Regions from separate parts of the Oryctolagus cuniculus genome. Here region 2 is linked to region 1. The links are chromatin contacts, called in public Micro-C maps. All regions are on one chromosome and are shown on one strand. Each heading gives the region's core, a stretch centred on a gene start, on an enhancer-like site or on the middle of the called end of the contact. The rest is flanking DNA. Distances are from core to core; before and after follow the strand shown. Region 1 overlaps NIP7 (nucleolar pre-rRNA processing protein NIP7). Region 2 holds the start of NFAT5 (nuclear factor of activated T cells 5).

Region 1 (4,029 bases), core at 1,507-4,006:
AATCTTGAAAAGAAAGAAGGCTGTTTTTGAGCACTCTAATTCACCTTAAAAAAAAAAAAAAGTAGGGTCAGGCATTTGCTGTAGCAGTTAAGACTTCACTTGGGAGTCTTAAATTGAAATAGCTGGGTAATGGCTCTGGCTCTGTTTGCTATTCCAGCATTCCTGCTACTATGCATTCTGGGAAGTCCCCAGATGATGGCTGAAGAACTTAGGTCCCTGTCACCTGTGTGGGAGACCTGGACTGGGTTCCTGGCTCCTGGCTTCAGCCTGGTACATACAGCCTTAGCTGTTGCAGATATTTGGCAAGTGAACCAGTGGATGGGAGGTTTCTCCCTGTCTTCCTACCTCTATCCGCCTTACAAATAAATGCAATAAATAATTTTTAAAGTAAGGTGAAAACTTTTGGATGTTGGCATTGAAATGTGCAAGGAGATATGCATTTTTAGGTGGTGTTTTCTTTAGTATGATAGATAACTTACACACAGACTCTTTTCCAGAGTAGTTGTAGTATTTAATCACTTACAATCGCCTTACTATTTACATATTATAATAATATTTCATATTACAACAATTTCATATTATATATTTAATATTACATACAATTTCATATTAAAACCATCTGGTGATCATATAATTGTAGTTATTGCTATTAGTAGGCTTGTTTAAGAAATTATTTCCTGAGGCTCGTGTTATGGCATAGTGGGTAAAGTGCTGGCTGTGATGCCAGCTTCCCAAATGGGCGCCAATTCAAGTCCCAGCTGCTTTATTTCCAATCCAACTCCCTGCTAATGGTTTGGGAAAAGCAGCAGAAGATGGCCCAAGTGTTTGAGTCCCTGCCACCCATATGGGAGACCTGGCTGAAGCTCTTAGCTTCAGCCTGGCCCAGCCTTGCCTGCTGCAGCCAGCTGCTGAGTGAACCAGCAGATGGAAGCTCTCTCTCGCTCTGTCTCTCCCTCTCTCTCTGTAACTCTGACTTTCAAATAAATAAATAAATCTTTAAAAAAGAAAGAAAGAAAGAAAGAAATTCAGCTGGCACCACAGCTCACGAGGCTAATCCTCCGCCTGCGGCACCAGCATACCGGGTTCTAGTCCCTGTCGGGGTGCCGGATTCTGTCCCGGTTGCTCTTCTTTCAGTCTAGCTCTCTGCTGTGGCCCAGGAGTGCAGTGGAGGATGGCCCAAGTGCTTGGGCCCTGCACCCCATGGGAGACCAGGAGAAGCACCTGGCTCCTGGCTTCAGATTGGTGCAGTGTGAGCCGTAACAGCCATTTGGGGAGTGAACCAACGGAAGAAAGCCCTTTCTCTCTGTCTCTCTCTCTCACTGTCCACTCTGCCTGTCAAAAAAAAAAAAAAAAGATAAAAAAAAATTCTTTCCTATTCAGAAGTCATGAAGGTATTTTCTACGTTGTGTTCTAAAAAGTTGTTGATTTTTGTCTTTCACATTTAAACCTTTTTTCTATCTGATTTTGTTTTTTAAGATTTATTTTATTTATTTGAAAGACAGAGTTACAGAAAGAAAGAGGTAGAGCCAGAAAGAGAGAGGTCTTCCATCTGCTGGTTCACTCCCCAAATGGCCGCAATGGCCAGAGCTGAGCTGATCCAAAGCCAGGAGCCAGGAGCTTCTTCCAGGTCTCCCACACGGGTGCAGGGGCCCAAGCACTTGGGCCATCTTCTACTACTTTCCCAGGCCATAGCAGAGAGCTGGATTGGAAGTAGAATAGCCAGGACTCGAACCGGTGCCCATATGGGACGCCAGTGCTGCAGGCCAGGGCTTTAACCCGCTGCACCACAATGCCGGCCCCTCTACCTGAATTTGTTGTTTGCAAATGGTATGGAATAGGATCTAGTTTCGTGTTTTTTTTTTTTTTTCCCCATATGGGTATCCATCTATTCCCACACCATTTATTAAAAATATCTCCTTTTCCTACTTTTATTATAAATTATGTGGCCACAGAGGCGGGGACCTGTTTTTGGAGATAGTTTTCCGACCTTGTTAAGTAATAGAGTGTGCAAACAAGAAAGGTTGACGGCTACTCTCCTGAGAACCTGTGGCCTCTGTATGGTTTGTCAGCTTCTCCGAGCTGCCTGCACCATGGGGAGAACCCGGTGGGATGGCTCAGTAAAGCAGCTGGATGTTCTGACATGGAGGCCTCGGGGAGCAGTGGCAGCAGCCGTTTTTTTCCTTTGCTGTTAATTTCAAGTGCCAGGGAGCACACCCCCTGGAGACAGAGACTGCCAGAGGACAAGTCCAGGGAACATGGCTTTTGGGTGGGTCACGAGTGATGGGGAACTCTGTGGGGATCTGTTAGATGTCCGTGGCACATTTCCCACGTGGATTTCATCCCCTTGTAGTTTGTGTGGCTTAGAAGGGCCCAGAGGGAAAGGACTGTGCCCTGCCCCCCATGCCGGCTGGCAGGGAAGATCGAGTAGTGTTGCTGGCCGCGGGTTAGACACAGAAACCTGTCACCAAGTCCAGGGCTGGGCCTTTTTAAAATTCCTGCCGCTGCAGTGCTGCAGGATTCCAGAGTTTCACCCACACTCTGCTCCCTCCCCAAACCCCAGCCAGGGCCGACGTGTTGCCATCAAACTCACCCACTCACCCGAAGCACCGCCACCCATGGGTGGTGAAATGCCTGCCACGCCCGCAGCACAACCTTGCCTCTGGGACAAAGAGCACAGGGTCTCGCACTCAGCAGACACTGTTGATAACCATCAGGTGAGTAACCAGTGAGTAACCACATTAAGATTAGGCTACAGGAGCACATTCCCATCTGCTGCCGTGTAGCCAGAATTGGACAGGGGGTGTGGCCGTGCCCGGTCTTGCATTGCTGAGGGAGCTCCCACTGAAGGGATTCTGGGCCCTCCCCCGCCTGCTGAGTTAGAATGGAGAGGGGTGTACAAAGGTAGCTATGTATTTATTGTATTATTTTTTTTTAAAGATTTATTTGTTTGTTTGAAAGGCAGGGTTACAGAGAAGCAGAGGCAGAGAGAGAGAGGTTGTCCGTTCGCTGGCTCATTCCCCAGATGGCTGCAATGGCTGGAGCGTTGCCAGTCCAAAGCCAGGAGGAGACAGGAGCTTCCTTCAGGTCTCCCATGTCGGTGCAGAGGCTCAAGGACTTGGGCCATCTTCTGTTGCCTTCCTGGGCCATAGCAGGGAGCTGGATTGGAAGTGGAGCAGCTGGTACTCGAACCAGTGCCCATATAGGATGCTGGCACTGCAGGCAGCGGCTTTAGCCACTATGCCACAGTGCCGGCCTCAGCCTATGTATTTTAAGCTCTCTGGAATTCCAGTTTTGATGCCCCATCAGGTATGGGAATCATGGCACCCTTGGTGGTCACAGTTCACATGCCATTTGACCCTACACTTTCTCCTGTGCTATGAGTACAGGCACAAGCACACTCAGGGCAGCAGTTTTGGAACAGAAGTACCCAAAACTATCTCTTCTTATGCCCATGATGGAAAAAAAATAGAAATACCTGAAACTAGGCAGATGTCCCTTTCATGAAACACATTTTATGGTGCATCATCCCATTAGCAGAATCAGGTGTAATAGCAGCAAAACAGCCGAGTGCCTACTCTCAGAGAGATTTGCCTGTTAGTCCGTCAGACCGAAGGCACACGGGGGGAGGATTTGTTGATGTATGAGTGTACTGCTTTGAAAAGATGTTCAACACTTTTGTTTGTTTGTTTTAACTAAGGAAACCTTTGAGTGTGACCTGCTCCAAAAGAGGAAAACAACTTACAAAACATTGTATGCAATATTGTCCTTTTTTGTGTATGCTTTAAAAGTTATATACACAGGCATAAACATCTACAAGGGTATCTCCAAAAAGTTCATAGAAAATAGAATGGACAAGTTTATTTTCTTGCAGAAATATTTTTTTAAATCTGAAAAGTTTTTCACTAATACACATTTTCTAAGAACTTCTTGAAGACAATTTGTGCATATACAAGTATATTAGTAGCGTTCCAGTGCTGTAGGATAGTAGGCTAAGCCTCCGCCTACAGTGCCAGCATCACATATGGGTGT
Region 2 (4,510 bases), core at 598-3,097, 180 kb after region 1:
CCTATGGGGTTCCAATAATCCTCGGCCTGTTGGGTAACGTGAGGGCTGACTCTCCCTCTCGCCAAGGAGTCGGAGGTCTTACCAGTCAGGAAAGGGACTTCCCTTGAGACTTGTTTCAACAGCACACAGTGGCCGTGGACATCTGAGAGGTCGTTTCCTGTTCTGCTTGCCATCTTGGGGTGGCTCTGAAAAGCTTTCTCATTTCTGTCAGGAGGAAAATGTCCAGGGTTGATTGATTACCACACAGAATTCAGGGACCATAATTGGGCAACTTGCATCAGGTGTCCAGATGTAGAGATGGGGAGGCTGTGGTAACACAAGTTTAAATTCTAGGTCTGCAGGTAGAACTGTACAGGGCCCCACCCCAGACACTTGCATGGGGGCCTTCTTGGCTCTGAGATTCTTCCCCCAGACCCAACACTCCAAGTCCAGATGAAATGGCCAGATTCAGGGGTGGGGGGTGGGGCTCTATAATTTAAATATACATATGAAAAAGAAAACAACAAACTGCATATTTATGACTTGTAACTATCCTGGGGGGGGGGGGATAACAAGAACTAACCCAACTCGAATAGTTTCAAAACCTGGCCCACGTGGCATCAATAATCCACACAAGATGAAAATTATTTCCCAGGATGCACACCCCGCACTCCAATTGATATTTTAATAACTTGATTAAAAATTTCCCAGAAGTCTATTAAATAGAGTCAGGAAACAGCCTGTGGTGTAGGTGAGGATTTTGTGTTTGCAACGGAAACTTTCAGCCCCACGAACAGAACAGCTAAAAACTCAGTTCTGTGTGTTCTTCCCCATCCTTGCCTAGTCCACAAGTGAAACACTGGAAGCGCAGGGTTTGGGTTTTCCTTTTTTTCTTCTCCTCTCTGCCACAGCCAGGTAGAGTGACCCGATCCAATTTTTAAACTGTCTTCTATCTCCCACTACGAATAAACCCAGACGTTCCAGAACAAGGGAGATCGCTTTTAAACCTTTCAGCCGCCAAAGGCCCGGGTGGGGAAGAGAGGGAAGAGGGGGAGAAGGAACTTGAATTAAAAAAAAAAAAAAAAAAATCGAGGAAAAAAACCCAGTAACTCAAAATTTTCAGAACACGGTCTGCCATTTCCTCATCAAGAAACAAGAGCGACAGTCCTTGGGCCAATGCAGTGTAGACGTGTCTACGAAGACCCTGGTCCGTCCGAGCGAGAACACCCCATTCCCCTGGGGACCCCCCCTCCCCGGCAGCCACCAATCTCGGGGGTCCCTCCTGTGCCCGAGCCGGGCCGGCCGCCTCAGGTTCGCCGTCGCCAGGTCGCCGCAACCACCTTTTCCCTCCTCGGGGCCCCAGCGCTCGGACACCTCCCCGCCTCCCTCCCCTCCCTCCCCGGCGGTGGGGCCCGCTCCCGGCTCGGGAACGGCAGCCCGGGCCGCGGCGGCAGGAAGCGAGGCCCTTGTTGATGCTGTTCCGTGGCGCGCCTCTCCGCCCTCCGGCGGCTGCCCGGCTCTTCCCGGCTCGCGGCCGCCCCCCTCCGCGCCTGCGCAGTGCCCCGCGGGGGGGCGGGGCTCAGATTCCTGTCAGCGGCGGCGGCGGTGGCGGCGACAGTCAGTTCTCGCTGAGGAGAAGCAAGAAACGGACCCGTTGGCTCTCCCCCCACCCCTTCCCCGCCCCGAACCTCTCTCCTGGCTCGCCGGGAATCCGTCTCTTTGGAGTTTTCTGCGGAGCCCGCCGCCGTTTCTCCGTTCCTCGGCCCGGTGGAAGTCACTGCCCTCGAGGAGGAGGAGGAGGAGGAGGAGGAGGCAGCAGCAGCCGCCCTCGCTGGCCACCCCCGGTTCGGTGCCCGCGGTCCCGGAGAGGAGGTGCCGCCGCCACCGCCGCTCCCCCCCTCCCGCTGCCCCCGGGCCGGGCTGGGTCGAGCTGCGATGCCCTCGGACTTCATCTCATTGCTCAGCGCGGACCTAGACCTGGAATCGCCCAAGTCCCTGTACTCGCGAGGTGAGTCAGGCTGGGGGGTGGGGGGTGGGGCGTGGGGGCGGGGAGCCGGGGCGCGAGGGTGCTCCGGGGGTCCCGTCCGGGGGTGGGGGTGGAGAGGCCCGGTCCCGGGGGAAGCCTCCCTGGCCGGGGCGCGGAGCCGCCGGGGTCGGGGTGATGGTGGTGGTGGTAGTGGAGGGGGCGAGCGGAGGAGCGGCGGCCCCTCCCCCGCGGAGCCGCGGGCGGCTCGGGGCCCGGATTCCGTCGGCCCCCGGGTCTCTGCGGCACCGATGGCTCCGTGCAGCCGTCGGCGCAGCCGGCCCGGGCCTCTACAGCTCGGGGATCGCTCGGGCTGGGCCCCGCGCGGGGGCCGCAGCGATTCCCCGGGGCGCCGCAGCTCCCCTTACCAGGACCCTCCTCCCGGGCAAAGTTGCCCCCAGGCGGGCGGCGTGGCCTGGGGCCGGTTCTGGGTACAGGATCACCATTTTCTCCCCTCGAGCTTGTTTGTGCGCCGTCGTTCTACCCCCCTCTCGCTCCGGCCTAGTCCACTCCCTCCCGGTGTTGGGACGGCCCCCCCTCCGCCAGGCCGTTCTTCCTTTCCCCGTCATCGGGTTGCTGGAAAGGGACCGAATTTTCTTTTTTTCTCTCCCCACCTCCGTGGCATTCTAATTACTTACTTCTCCCTGTCTTTTACCCAGATAGGGGTGCTCTCTCTGGATTAGTTTTATTCCTCTCATCTCCCTGGAGTACCAGCTGAGACACAGACGCTGTCCTTTGAGAATTTTCTCTCCTCTGCTGTTCCAGGGCTTGTGGTGGAGAGGGGGCACCGGGCAGAGATGTCTCATTTGAAAACTCTTCTGGTCAAGGCCTGCAGGGGATTCCCAGCATCCGAAATATTAACACTCGAGTTGATCTCTACTGGGGTTAAATTCCTATACTGGACACCACAAGAATGTGTCAGAACAGGTTCCCTGTACGAGGGGCGGCACACCAAAATGCTCCCGCTGCACACATGAGTCCTTAAACCACTGGAAAGGGGCACAAGACATAGCTGGCTTCTTACCTGTGCATGTTTCCGTATTAAGCAAAGAACCTGTCGCTGTAAACCCCCTTCCTGAGAAATTCGGCGTTTCTCCTGATTCTGGTTTGATGAATCCATCTGCAGTTTCCACCGTGTGCTAGCTAACAAAGGGGACTTCAGGTTCACATTAGTGTATTTAAGTTGTTTAAGTGAATCGGAGTGAGGTGGCTTACTCTGGAAGGTACTGGACTTTCTAGACTGGCGGTTGAGTTTGTACACAGAGTCCTACTTAGTAACTGTAGCCATTGTCTCTTGCTTCAGTGACTTCAGTTGGCAGCCACTGTCCTGCTGTATGTTTTTTGAACATCATTACCTGAAATAGCTTGGAAATATTGTAGTTTTGAGTGTCAAAAAGAAGAGACACCATCAAGAGATCATTCTTAGAGCAGGGCTAATGTGGTACAATTGGGTGCTAAAAATAGTCAAGACATTAACACCATTTGGGCAGTAATCAGATAATTTTCCATGAAACAAGTGCTTTATGAAAATCTAAGTTTAGCTTAGAGACCAATGGAGAGGCAGTTCAACCTTCCTTTTGCAGGGAATATATTCATAAATATGGGCTTTAGCTCACAATGATACATGACAATTATTTAAGAGATGTATGCTATCCTTGGCATTTTTTTCTCATTCAGCATAAAAAGTACTTAATGCTTTTTGTGTTTTTCAGATTCTCTGAAGTTACACCCATCACAGAATTTTCATAGAGCTGGACTATTGGAAGGTCAGCAAAGTGCCATTTTTGAAGCATATTGTGTTAGTATGCAAAGGCTTTCTCTGAAATGGAATTTCTGAAATGGGAAAGTGTGAAACTTTGCAAACTCACACAATGTTTTCTCCTAAAGAGCCTGATCCTTCTTTTAGGGCAGCTGAATGTTTGATTGGGTTTTGTTGCTGTGTTTGATGTGCTGTTGGCTGTTGTACCTGCTTTGAGAAACTTTAAGAAAACAAAAAAACACTACAAAAATCATTACAAATTATGTGTTGGGTGTTTTACTTTAGAATTCCAAAGCTTAATTCTAGCTTTTTATACACAAACTGAATGTGAAAAGGCCCAAACATTAAGCTGATGAATATAATTAAAAGAGTGACACCAACACATACTAAGATTGGAAATTACAAATTTAGAACTTTTGTGTGCTGAGCATTTCAGAATGATACATTATTTATTTACAAAAGCATTGATGTAATTACTATTGCATTATATTTAAGGATAAGGGAAGCCAAGTAATCGAGATGATGATTAAGCTGTGAATAGAGAAAAAGGGCTTTAGAAAGTTCTGGCAGTGTTAATTTAATCTTGGACTAGTTTAAACAGCTGACGATACTTTAGAAAACTTTGTTTTATGTTGTTTTGAGCATTTTAAGACATAAAATACTGCTGATTTTATAGATTTCACATATATCATCTTTGGATGTTGAAATCTTGGAGTTGGACTGCTAGGTTATTAATTTCCCCATTATAT

What was found. A called contact is a pair of places that touch in the nucleus more often than the background predicts.
Region 2: a contact with region 1 is called in a Micro-C map of ear pinna, with 6 times the contacts expected there. The contact joins the promoter of NFAT5 here to the enhancer-like site in region 1. A contact is called at or near these places in 2 of 6 Hi-C or Micro-C datasets (ear pinna and skin fibroblasts).

Annotation. Positions count from the first base shown.
Region 1 is chr18:52,480,790-52,484,818 of mOryCun1.1, forward strand. The region is part of intron 5 of NIP7 (nucleolar pre-rRNA processing protein NIP7); the gene reads left to right. Among named protein-coding and RNA genes, the nearest start is that of TERF2, 11 kb to the left of the region's middle. Within about 2 kb of position 2,757, at least 2 of the 8 cell types and tissues checked have an H3K27ac peak or open chromatin away from gene starts, as enhancers often do. A contact at or near this core is called in ear pinna, where this site is marked.
Region 2 is chr18:52,666,257-52,670,766 of mOryCun1.1, forward strand. It overlaps NFAT5 (nuclear factor of activated T cells 5), which reads left to right and starts at 1,848. Exons shown (of 15, transcript XM_070062635.1): 1 at 1,848-1,987. LOC127491369 (a long non-coding RNA gene) reads right to left here and starts at 1,800. Exons shown (of 2, transcript XR_007920033.2): 1 at 1,668-1,800; 2 at 1-204.